Linked DNA regions of Mus musculus: all the other regions are linked to region 1. A link is a contact called in public Hi-C data. All regions are on one chromosome and are shown on one strand. The core of a region is the stretch at or near the end of the contact, and the rest is flanking DNA. Distances in the headings are between cores, read along the strand shown.

Region 1 (3,795 bases), core at 477-2,976:
AAGTGGAAGTCTGGAACGTTTCCCTTTCTCCTTTCCTCTCTTTGCTAACAGCCACCATGAATCATCTACAAGACAATGTGCCATACATCTTCCTCCCTGTTATGATGCTCATATCCACCTCAAGACACATGTATGACTCTCGGATCATTCCTATTTTAAGTGATGAGGAGGCAGTCTGGGGTCTCACATCTACTGAGTATCCACTCATGGTCTTGAACTCAGATCTCTAGCTGTCATTGCCTCCGGTTTTGCTGTTCACATGCTTTGAGGTCTGTCTGGGGCAGCTGCTAGGCAAACTCAGCCAAGTTCCATGATCTGTCTCCGTTCCTGTCAAGGCTGCCATGCTATTAGAAAGGGGACAGACAGGGACAGTCTTAGTTGTTTGGCATGTAGCCTAAGTATACAAGGATGGGCACCAACATGAGCTAAGTCTCCCCTCATCTTTGCCAAGGAGGCAGGGGACAGGAGACTAAGAAGGAGTCGTCTAACTTCGTGCAAATCTCATGCGAGGTGTGAACACTGCAAACCAGGACACGATGTATCTCCACATCCAAGACCAGGGGCCAGGGCACAGGCAGAAGCAGCCACCAGATGCAAAATACTAGGAGAGAAGAAACAAAGCAGTCGGGCCTGGTGGTACAAACCTGTTCTCCACTCAGTGGCTAATGCAGGAGGATATCGAGTTCAAGGCCACTTGGACAGTAAAGGGAGTTGGAAGCCAGCCCGGAAACTTCCCGCTCCCACTTGGTAGCTTGGCATGATCGTGAGAATATCTCATCTCCATTTATTCTTTTCTAAAGAAAAGATGTCTGAAAATTCATCTCAGTGGTACTCAGTTAAGTGCTTGCTTAACATCTTTGGGGCCCTGGGGTTCAATCCCCAGTAGCAGAAGGAAGGAAAGGGGAGGAAGAGGAGGAAGAAGAGAGAGAGGAAGAGGGGGAAGAGGAGAAGGAGGAAGAAGAGAAAGAGGAGGAGGAGAGAAACTTGAAAGAAGGGCCAGAATATGAGATTCAGAGTCAAGTCCCACTACCACCACACACAGTGTGTTTTAGCTTGTGGGAGAACCAACCCGAGGGTTGAGCCTGTCTGGAAGAACCATCAGCCAGGCAGTGAGAATTATGTCCTGGCCTCTTGGGATGTACAGGGGGTGATATAAATAAATAAATAAATAAATAAATAAATAAATAAATAAATAAATATCCTGGCCCAGTCTCCTAGGGATGAGAAAACTCAGGTGGGAAAAGAGACAAGGCTACCCTTGGCAAGAGTAAGGGGAGATGCCCTGGAAGTCTAGAGGTGGGTTGACCACAGGATCTAGACCCCTGCTTAACCTAGGGCCTCAACGTGTGTTTTGCTCTTTTTGTTGTTGTTGTTGTTGTTTTGTTTTGTTTTGTTTTGTTTTTCTGGTTTTGTGCTGACAGAGGTAAATGGTAAGGAGAAATAGTCTAAGAAAACACACAGACCTCTCTTCCTCTGTAAAGGATCCACTCAGAATGGGAGATCAGTGGGAACACACGAAGGTTTAACAGAGAGCTCCCCAATTCTGCCGCCATGAGCAGTGGCTGCCACCTGGCCTCAGTTTTTTCCCACTCCCATCCACTGGCTTGAGAAATTTATGGGCTCAGTTGCCCCACCCCCACCCCAGATGGGCACCAACGTAGGTCATCCAATCTTTAGAGGCTAAAGCTCTGCCCCTTATCTCCACAGCTGTCAGGAAGCTTCTGCAAGCACCAGCTCTGGTTACAGGGCATAAGCATTGCAGAGGCAGCTGTCTCAGCCTGTCCCATGCTGTTCCGACTCAGGGAAGTTGCGGGGTGGGGGTGGGGGGGAGCAGGGGGCGGTCAGAAGAGAGATGGAAATATTTCTCTCTCTCTCTCTCTCTCTCTCTCCCCTGTGCCCAGCTAATTTAAACTTTCTTTATGCCAGACTTTCCTTTCCCAGGCTTGTCATGTGCACCGTGACCTCAGCCTGGGCTGGGATACACGTAAGCAGGCCATCTTACAAGTCTGTCAGGTCACAATTATGTCTCGTTGGCCAGAGGCCATCAGTCTTCCATGTGCATGCACACAGTTCTTTTTGTTTGAGCAACAGAATACTCGTGTGTACTTGTTTTCTTTCCAGCTCTAACCAGAGGGATGGAAGCTTTGTGTCTTTGGAGCTGTGGGAGACCCTGTGGCACTCACAGGGTCTTGTATCTTTAGTGTTCAGCAATAACTCTGTGTGTGTGTGTGTGTGTGTGTGTGTGTGTGTGTGTGTGTGTGTGTGTGTGTTTGATGGGATAAGCGTGCACAGAGTGGAGTGCCCGAGGTTAACCTTGCAGCCCGACCCCAAGATTAGACTTCTACTAAACCACAGTCCCACATCTTTGGAAGCAAGAGAGGGGCTGGTAGATCTGGGGTTCTTCTGCCCCATAGCTGCAAACTTCCAGAGCAGACAGCGTTAAGCCAAGCCAGCTACATCTATGTATTCCAATGCAATATGCAGATTTCAAAAGAGAAGAAACTACTAGAAGCTGAGCCAAATAGTACTGCCCTAAGTGAAGTGGTCAGCAACGGAGTCACAGAAAGATCAGCTTGTCCCCAGACTCAGCACCACCCCCCAGGACTCTGGTCCTGACTGACACCCTTGTGGGGTTTTGTCTGCACCTTTTAGGTAGCGGTTATATCAGCTAGAGATGAGGAGTGGCAGAGTGACTACTTCATACCTCTGCAAACTTGCAAATCTTTTCATCTCTACTGGTCAGTTTCCTCCCAAAATATGCATTGAACTGCCCTACAGATACCACAGATCCACACCTGTAAAGACATTACAGTCTGTCTTATTTTGATCACTCAAAAAAAATGATGTGGTTGGTTAAGAGTGTTTCAGAACATAAGATGAAAGATACCTCAGTGACCTGGGATAATAAATATCAGAAGGAAGCAGGAGAGAATTAGAAACTTCCCAAGCCTGGATGAGGGCATAGAAGTTCTTAGAATCCATCAAAGCCAGGCCAGGGCAGGCAGGGATGCCATGACTTGAGGTAGACAGTGACCAAGACATTCTGCTTCCTGTCATTTATAAAGTTATCTCTATGTGTTTGGAGTACAAGGAAGTGCATGTGTGCATGTTATGTGTATATGTGTGTCTGTATGTGTGTAGGAGTGTATATTAATATCAGCATATGACAACATGTACCCAGAATTTAGGTGACATCATCAAAAAGTGTTATTGCAGTTAAAGGCTTTTGAGGCATTTGTGGGAACACATATATGCACACATGCACACACACACACACACACACAAACACAAACACATGCTTAATAGATGTATGATCAGTGACTGCACTTCCTTACCAATTTAAGGAATTTTTATAATCATTGCATTCCTCTTATATTTAGAGTCCTGTACTAAAATCAGGTCAGTTGCACAAATCACAGGCTAGAGCAAAGAAAGCTTGATTCAGGGCTGTTGAGCCATTTAATCAAAGAGCTACACTATTTTTAAAACAACCCTGGATGATGGATTTTTCTTTCCTTATGCTTGGACAGCCAGGTGCATGGGGCTTGGCATCAAAACTGAGCTCCAAGCTGGGGTAAGGCATGTGGCTTAAAGACATTCCAGCAAAGCCAGCACTCTGCACACTCCTGGAAGTCTTAAAAAAGAAAAGAAGCAAATGAAAAAAAAAAGCCCATGTGGCTTTTCCATGTACCCTCTGAACTCTGAACTCATCTATCTCTTCAGCCAGTGTTGGCCTGAGAGCCTGGTAAAGACATGGAGAAAGCAAGCAGGCATGGGTGAAGAAGATGGAGCTGA
Region 2 (3,795 bases), core at 439-2,938, 490 kb before region 1:
TAGGGCATGATAGGAATTTGCTAATGCTGCCTTAATCTTGCATCCTCCAGAGGGAACAAACACTGTTCTTGAATGGCAGGAAGGCAGTAGGAGGACCACTGCACGAAGCTTCTTCTGTAAGCGTGCTATTAAAAAGGGAATACAAATGTCTTACTGCTTGAATGATGCATTTTTCTACATACTGCAGATGGATTTTTTTTTCACAATAACCTAGGCTAGACAAAGTTAGATATGGTACTGTGTTAGAGCCACTGGAGAGAAAGCCTTCACTCAGATGTAAATAAAGACCAGGCTGGAACTAAGGGCTTTAAAGTTAAACCTCATCCATACCAATCTAGGCTAGAGTACGGTAGGGTAAGGCAAGGTAGGGTAGGGTAGGGTGAGATAGGGTAGGGTAGGGTAGTGTGGGATAGGGTATGGTAGGTTTAGGTAGGCTAGGGTAGGGTAGAGTAAGACAGAATAGGATAGGATAAGACTGTCTTCCAATGGACTCATCAGAGACAGGGAAGGTCATGACAACCTCTAAACACATACAGCCTCCAGGACTCTGGGAAAGAAAAAGGAGACCTGGATTCTAAGTGTGGTGAATTCCTGTTAAACTGAACATTTTCTGGTGTTCAGAAAACAGATACAGTTTATCTCAGGTCAGGCAACTTGTTGGTAGGAATTCCTAACCGCATTCTCTCTCTCTGTCTGCCAGTGGCTATTGGGTATGCCATGTTCAGGCCCAGAGGCTGCGGTTTTTAGGCTCCTGGCAATCAGCCTACTTCTTTGCCTGACAGGCCATAACAACCTGATTCCTGCTGAGTGCACAGACTCTGCAAAGCTATACATTCCTTCCTGGCCAAGCCTTGCTTCCCTTTCCTAAGGTAGGGGACGGGGAAACTAAAGCACAGATGATAAATAGTTTCAATTTGGAACCCAGGTTAATGGTCATAGATTTTAGAGGGGACTTTATAATTATCCTATAAATACTCCCCAAACCATCTGAGATGCTTCTTCCAGGTCTGTTCTGTCAACAAGGAAATCTAGGGCATGGTGCTCGCTAGGAAGTTGGGGGGAGGTGTCTCAGGGCCAGGGAGGTAGACTCCAAGGAGATGTGTGAATCTGAGCCTTGGAGAAAACATTCAGCAAGAAGAAGCCATTGCATTGTCTGGCAAGGGAAAGATGATCTATAAATAATACTTAATTACTTCTTGATCAGCCCTGAGTTTTGTGTTTCTGTGCTTTAACTTTCTCTCATGGTTATATATTCTCCACCCAAAATGGCTTTCAGTCCATACACCTGGGACTGTGGGGTAGGTCTGTGAAGGGGAGATGGCGCCAGTGCAGTTGTTTAGGCAGGGCTGGACAAGGTCAGCTGTGATTTTTGAGAGTTCAGGTCATGGCCCTCCAACAGGCAGGGAACAGTCACATCTTCCAGGACTACCAGCCAAAGGCACGCTCTTCTGAAATTCACCAAACTGAAGATAAACACAGAGCCGGTAATAGCTTTTGCTCCTGCTCTCGTTTATTACATATTCCACACTTGAGATTCCTGTGTTCCAGTCCTGATTCTTCTGGATCTTTCAGGACAAACATTGAAGTAGTTGGTGTGTGTGTCAGGGGTTAATTACCATCTTTCATCTGCTCTTTCCATCCTTTCTGAGTGACTCACTTGCACTGCGTGGTTAATGTTAATCAGGACACTGTGACAGCAGAAGACATCTACTGCAAGGCACGATGGTGCCAAAGACTGGCAAGGCAAAGCAGTTCCTTCTTCTGGGCTGGGGGGTGGGGGTGGGGGAATTTGGTTGTTTTAAAAATAGCATTTTGAAAAAGGAGAGCTGCCCTCATTTGTGGGGTCACACAGCAGGGCAGAGGTTGTGTAACGCCTGCTCTACTCACTGAGTGTGAGCAGGCACCTTTAATAGCTTTAGCTGGAAGGCGATACAAGCCAGTAGGCTCCAAAGATCAGCCCCACCTTCTCCCAGGGACATTGAGGATAAATAGTTCCTCATGACTACACTGAGGGTTTTGTCCACAGCACTCAGAGCTTCCTCACATGCATCCTGAGCAATTACCATTCTATTCCGACAGGTGCACTTACTCATCTCTCATCCCTGGTTTTGTTTTCCTCTGTCAGGATAACACTTTCCAACAAGCCCCAGGCTACACCTGCTGCCCTATAAAAGGCTGTGCCCATTGTAGGGGTGTTCCATAAGTGTTGGGATGACTAGAAGGAACTGCCTTGTCAAGTTGTGACTTTGGTCTTATCTTTTTATTTAAAATTAATTGATCAAGTTCTCACTAACTGATGGTATAGAATTATTCTCTTGAGGCCCTAGAGTTCAAGAGATCCTGTCCACAGTACACAGTCCCACCTTCAAATTGCAAGTCTGAGAGGGAACTTAATGTCTTGCTTGCCTGACTGAGTCAGTATTGGCTCCAGGCCCTTTCATGTGTTCCCTTGTTAAAAACTGACTTTATGCAGATTGATAGATGCCCACTACTGTGGTCATGCCTTTGCTGATCTGGACATAAGCATAGGTTTCCAGGGATATATGGATACCAGGATACTAGACATAATGAATCATGATACAAGAAATAGCTGTTAGAGGTGGTAGGGGGTGATGGTTAAAGGCACTTTCTGGTCTTTCATATGAATTTCCTCCTTGCAGACTTGTTGACATCATCTGGTTCCTAAATCCTACTCTTATAACAAGGGTTCAAATCACAGCCTGGTCTTTGGTCCCATTTCTCCTCTCTACATATTACCCTTGGGGCCATCAGCTTCTTTACATCCAAGGAAGTCACTCCATTTATTTGCCTTATTATCTGCTCCCCAGTGCCCAGCTGCCATCTTCCCCAGTTCATGAAGCTGGCCTCATTTTGTTCTGTATCCTGAATCATTGTGTACAGTACTTTACACAGACAAAGAAGAAACTACCTGTGGCTGAACTGTGTCCACCAGCCCTTGAGTGGAATGTAGTCATTTTTTTTGAAGAACAGCAGTGACAACAGAGAACAAGCTCCCTCCCATTCACCTGCCCTGTGTGTTTCACTTTAGAGCCACCAAGCTCTTATTGACGCATTCTTTGTCCTCCATTCTTCCCCTGGCACTTATTAGGCACCCACACTAGGGCAGGTGTTCATCTGAAACACTGATGTATAGAGATAGAGAATCTATGCATAATAATAAGGTAGCCTAGTCAGAAGCAAGAAGCACATAGAAACAATTCTGATAAAAAGGGGGCTTGAGTGTCTTAGAAAAGCCAGGCATAAAGAACAATAACAAGAGAAAACAAACAACAACAACAAAATCCAAAAAACTCACAAACAACAAACTAACCAACAAAATCCTCCCACCATGTTGGTTTCTTAATGAGTGGGAAGAAACTCAGTAGAGGGTTGACTAGGAGAAAGAGTTCAAGGAGCAAGAGAGCAAATGTCAGCGAGTGTTTACTGAGTTGGACACCCTCTGAGAGCTCTGAAATTGTGTCTGTGTCTGTGTCTGTGTCTGTGTCTGTCTGTCTGTCTGTCTGTCTGTCTGTCTGTCTCTCTCTCTCTCTCTCTCTCTCTCTCTCTCTCTCTCTCTCTCTCTCTGTGTGTGTGTGTATATACAGTGTTCCACTTGCTGAACACTGTGCATATTCCATTGGGTGTAATATCTCAGTAGCGGCAGTATGTGTAAAGTAGCAAAGGACAAAAGATTTAGAGCATGGGCAGAAAGTGAGGACTGGCCAGTTGTGCTCCTGTGACATGGACTACGGCAGAACCAGAGCAGATAAGGGCAAAGGGGACCCTGGAGCACCT
Region 3 (3,795 bases), core at 955-3,454, 300 kb before region 1:
TCGTAATAATATCGTGGACTGTTAACTTGGCTTCAGCCAACAGTCTTCAGGATCCTTTTCAGAATTCTTGTTTCTCCTGAGTTCCAGTTATCAGTTTTTTTTTTTTATGTTGTCTTACTTCTTAACACTTTTATTAGCTTACTAGTATGCTCCAACTTGTGACTCTCTCTCAGCTCTGTTTTCAGAGATGTGCCTGGGGTTACAGGGATGCTGTCCTTCTCTGAAAGTCACCTCATCTTCTGGGAACCCTGCTCTCCCCCAAACACTTCAATGGAGGGGACCCAGGACCCTCTCCCCTATGGCTGGACTCTGAACTTGCCTGCCTGACTTGACTTTCCTCTATTGCCAAACACACACACACTTTGTTTTTGTTTTTGTTTTTTTAAATTAGGAAATGCAAACAGTAGTTGTGGTCCCTGTCAGCAGCTCATCCAGGGTATTCCAGGGGAAACACAGTTAACAGCTAATGTCTGTGCCAGGGGCTGGCAGCTTATGGGGAACTGCTGAGACACAGCGGGTGCCACGTCTTCAGAACAGGGGTGCATGGGGTGTTAGACCTAACAGAGGCTCCTAAGAGAGGCCCCTAATGTTAGCCAGGGGCCTTGCTAGGAAACACATCCCCAGTAGATGCATGGTAGACCCAGAGGGTAAAAGGAACATGGAAGGTTTTCAAGTTTTTGTTTTCATAGGGAACCAGCCTAAATAACCTTGGTCCACAACCAGGTTAGGCAGCTGGTTAGGCAGATAATTGTCCCTATCACCTGTTACATGGAAAACAGCAACAAATCTCTTCTCTAATCACCATGGTGACGAGTGTCAAAGTCCTGTTTGGGGTTGTAGTCCTGTGCATAATAGTCCTTCAAGCTGGGACAGAGGGGTGGTTAAAAGAAAGGAAAGTGGGGGAATTTGAGCCCTTCTTTGTCTAAGCTCAGAGCTGAGGCTAGGAAAATTCCGTAGGATCTTGGCTAAACAGTGGTTTTCTGCTTCTGTCAATGTTGAAATTAGTCTGATTGTGGGAAATATTTAGAAGTTGTAGTTGTGTAATTTTGTTTCATCTGCAGTTCAAATGCCAAAAAACTGACACTGAACACGCTGCGTGCTGCTGTAATGTCAGGCGACACTTAGGGGCTCATGGGTGTGGCTCCTTACCTTGTCACCTTTAATTTACTGCTGTACACTGAAATCTTACACATTCCTAGACCCAACACAAGACCACTGCTTCCATGGTATCTCCCTGATCCTTTCTCTTCCCTCTCTGTTTCTCTGAGTTCTTGGTGTGGCTTCTTAGATGGCATCTTGGCAATTTTCCTCTCTCATTTAAGTCTATAACACTGCCACCAAGATTTGACATCGTCACAAGGAACCCACATAAGATTGAACCTTTAACTTCCCACCATGGATAAAGGATGTGTCTGCTCCCCTCCCTAGAAAGCTCTCATCTCTTCCTGAGGGCCTAATAACTATCGACAATCCTTGGAAGATGGGATGCTATTTTGTTTAATAGTGTAGACACTGGGACATTAGGTGGGAAAAAAGAAATCTCAGAGCTAACGAAGAGGTATAGAAGAGAGTGATATGGTGGATATAAACATAATACATTATATAGAAATGTATGATGTATGGAACAGTCAAAAACAAAGAGAATGCTGTTTACTAGTTACTCCTGGAAAATAAACCAAAATTTTATTTTCAAAACCCAAAGCTATATTTTACACATTCAAAAAGGAGAACGCACAGTTGCCATGTGTCCCAGGTACTGTAAGAACCCTGAAGAAAGAAATGATGTTTACATTGGAAAAATAAAATGTCAGACACGTGATCTCATTCGATTCCTGCATAAAATCCTCTTCTCCTTTGTAAAATGGAGACTGCTGTGCTCAGAGGCAGAGAGATGGAATCACTCTGCATAGAAATGAGAGATCAGAATCAACGACCTGGATTTCATCTGTTCCTTTCTCTCCACCATGTGGCCGCCCAGGATGCTCCTGCATCCTTCCTGAGAAAGAGCCCCAGGAAGCACAAAGGGACTTCTATTTTCATCTTTTAGTTCCAACAAGATGAGAATCAGCAGGCCAGCAGACACACTTGGGAATAATGGCTGTGCTCTCTCAACAGGCCCCCTCCCCCCAGTGCCTTTGTCCCCACTCTGAGTGACCTAGACAGAACAAGCCAGCTCTGTAATGACCACTTCGTCAGCAGGGGCTGTGTATTTAGTAGCAGGAAATATAAGCTTTTGTGGTCAGTGTGACGTCATCCCACCTACTAAACAGGCCTTTATAACTTGACCACAAAAAGGTTTGAAAGGGATAGACACACTCACAGGGAGAGAGGCCATGGGGCTGTGAGCAGTTGTCTGCCCTGAAAGAAGCATTGTGTCTTCCGATTGTCTCCCCAAAGCCTGATGTTTGGGCACTGTAGACAAACATCTGGGTGATATATGGTGTTTTCTCTACATCACCCAATGCCCCAGCTCATCTTCATCCTCTTTTGTTTTCTTCCTTCTTCGTTCCCTTCATCCTTTGCTTCATTTTTTTAAACTCTCCCTTAGTCTTAAAAAAAATGTGTAAGGGAACTAGTAAATCTTTTTGTTTTTAAATTTGGGAGGGTCCATGATACCCACTCACATACATGATTTTTTCTCCTGGATTACTCACAGTTGGGAAGGAAAAAGAGAAATGCACAGTGGTCGGATGGAAGAGAGAAAGAATAAAGGAGAGAGCGTAGGCAAGCTCACAAATACTTAAAGAGACCTAGCTTACAACCAGAGGGATGTAACGTAAATATTTCTAAGTCACGAGTATCTTAGTTTGCTCAGTGGGTTTAGAGGAGCTCAGCTAAAGGACTCGGTAACTTTAGGGATTGTAGTGTACAAGTTCACAGCTATATTCCACCCCAAAACTGGGTCTACCTCTTATTTTACTTTTAGGTAAAGAAAGGTATATTAGGCATGGATACAAACATTCACATTCAACACAAAAATTGAAAAGAAAAAAAGAAAGAAAGAAAAGGAAGGAAGGGAGGGGGAAGGAAGGAAGGAAGGAAGGAAGGAAGGAAGGAAGGAAGGAAGGAAGGAAATAAAAATTGATTGATATGGGCAAGTTTGTTTGTTTGTTTGTTCGTTTGTTTGTTTTGATTAGGGGGATTTGTTTGCTTGTGGTTTGTTTTTAAAGCAGATAAGACCCAGGACACAGAGAAACTGAAAAGCTCTTACCAGTGGATCCCAGAAGATAAATAGACAAAACAGAAAGGAGAATTCTCAAAACCAAAAGCTACCTTTTACACGTTCAAAAAGCCGATTCCATAGTTGCTATGTATTCCAGGTGCAAGAAGGATCCCAGAGAATGGAGGTTTCACTGGTCTCTCACACCTCTGAGGCTAAGAGACGGGGAAAGAGGGAAGAAGAAGCTGTGTTGGTGACTGTGAGTCTGACCACTAAATTAGGCTGATGGAAAAGTATGGCTTCCTTAATTTTCAGGGTGTGGAAAGCTCCCTCCCAGGGCTGAGTGTTCCTCTGAGGACTGGACAGCAGGAAACACCTGCTTCACTCTTCCCTGGCTTTTTTCCCTTTAAGAATTCTGGGTCCCCCGCCCCTTTTAACTCGCTATGTTGCACAATGAACAAGCAGATTTCCACACATTCCCCCATTTAAGAGAGGAAGTCTGGAATAATCTATTAGCAATAAACACACTTTGATGGCTTTCCTACCTCCGCCCTCATTCTCCTGTCTTCCAATTGACTTCTACAATTGCTTCCTCAAGCTGTCTCCCCTGACCCTTAGGCTAAGAATATTTTTCT

The links. A called contact is a pair of places that touch in the nucleus more often than the background predicts.
Region 2: a contact with region 1 is called in a Hi-C map of the N1E-115 cell line, with 11 times the contacts expected there. The contact joins two enhancer-like sites. A contact is called at or near these places in 1 of 484 Hi-C or Micro-C datasets (the N1E-115 cell line) and 1 of 115 datasets of contacts at active chromatin or transcription factors (embryonic stem cells).
Region 3: a contact with region 1 is called in a Hi-C map of the C2C12 cell line, with 5 times the contacts expected there. The contact joins two enhancer-like sites. A contact is called at or near these places in 1 of 15 datasets of contacts at CTCF or cohesin (pro-B cells), 9 of 484 Hi-C or Micro-C datasets (the C2C12 cell line, the G1E-ER4 cell line, the HL-1 cell line and 4 more), 3 of 115 datasets of contacts at active chromatin or transcription factors (embryonic stem cells and fibro-adipogenic progenitors) and 1 of 9 other capture datasets (embryonic tail).

The regions. Positions count from the first base shown.
Region 1 is chr1:72,967,527-72,971,321 of GRCm38.p6, reverse strand. No RefSeq gene overlaps it. Among named protein-coding and RNA genes, the nearest start is that of Gm31137, 15 kb to the left of the region's middle. Within about 2 kb of position 1,726, at least 51 of the 459 cell types and tissues checked have an H3K27ac peak or open chromatin away from gene starts, as enhancers often do. A contact at or near this core is called in the C2C12 cell line, the N1E-115 cell line and muscle stem cells, where this site is marked.
Region 2 is chr1:73,454,709-73,458,503 of GRCm38.p6, reverse strand. No RefSeq gene overlaps it. Among named protein-coding and RNA genes, the nearest start is that of Pinc, 49 kb to the right of the region's middle. Within about 2 kb of position 1,688, at least 9 of the 459 cell types and tissues checked have an H3K27ac peak or open chromatin away from gene starts, as enhancers often do. A contact at or near this core is called in the N1E-115 cell line, where this site is marked.
Region 3 is chr1:73,269,345-73,273,139 of GRCm38.p6, reverse strand. Gm29185 (a long non-coding RNA gene) reads right to left here. Exons shown (of 5, transcript XR_865539.3): 3 at 3,274-3,375. Among named protein-coding and RNA genes, the nearest start is that of Gm31344, 93 kb to the left of the region's middle. Within about 2 kb of position 2,204, at least 27 of the 459 cell types and tissues checked have an H3K27ac peak or open chromatin away from gene starts, as enhancers often do. A contact at or near this core is called in the C2C12 cell line and muscle stem cells, where this site is marked.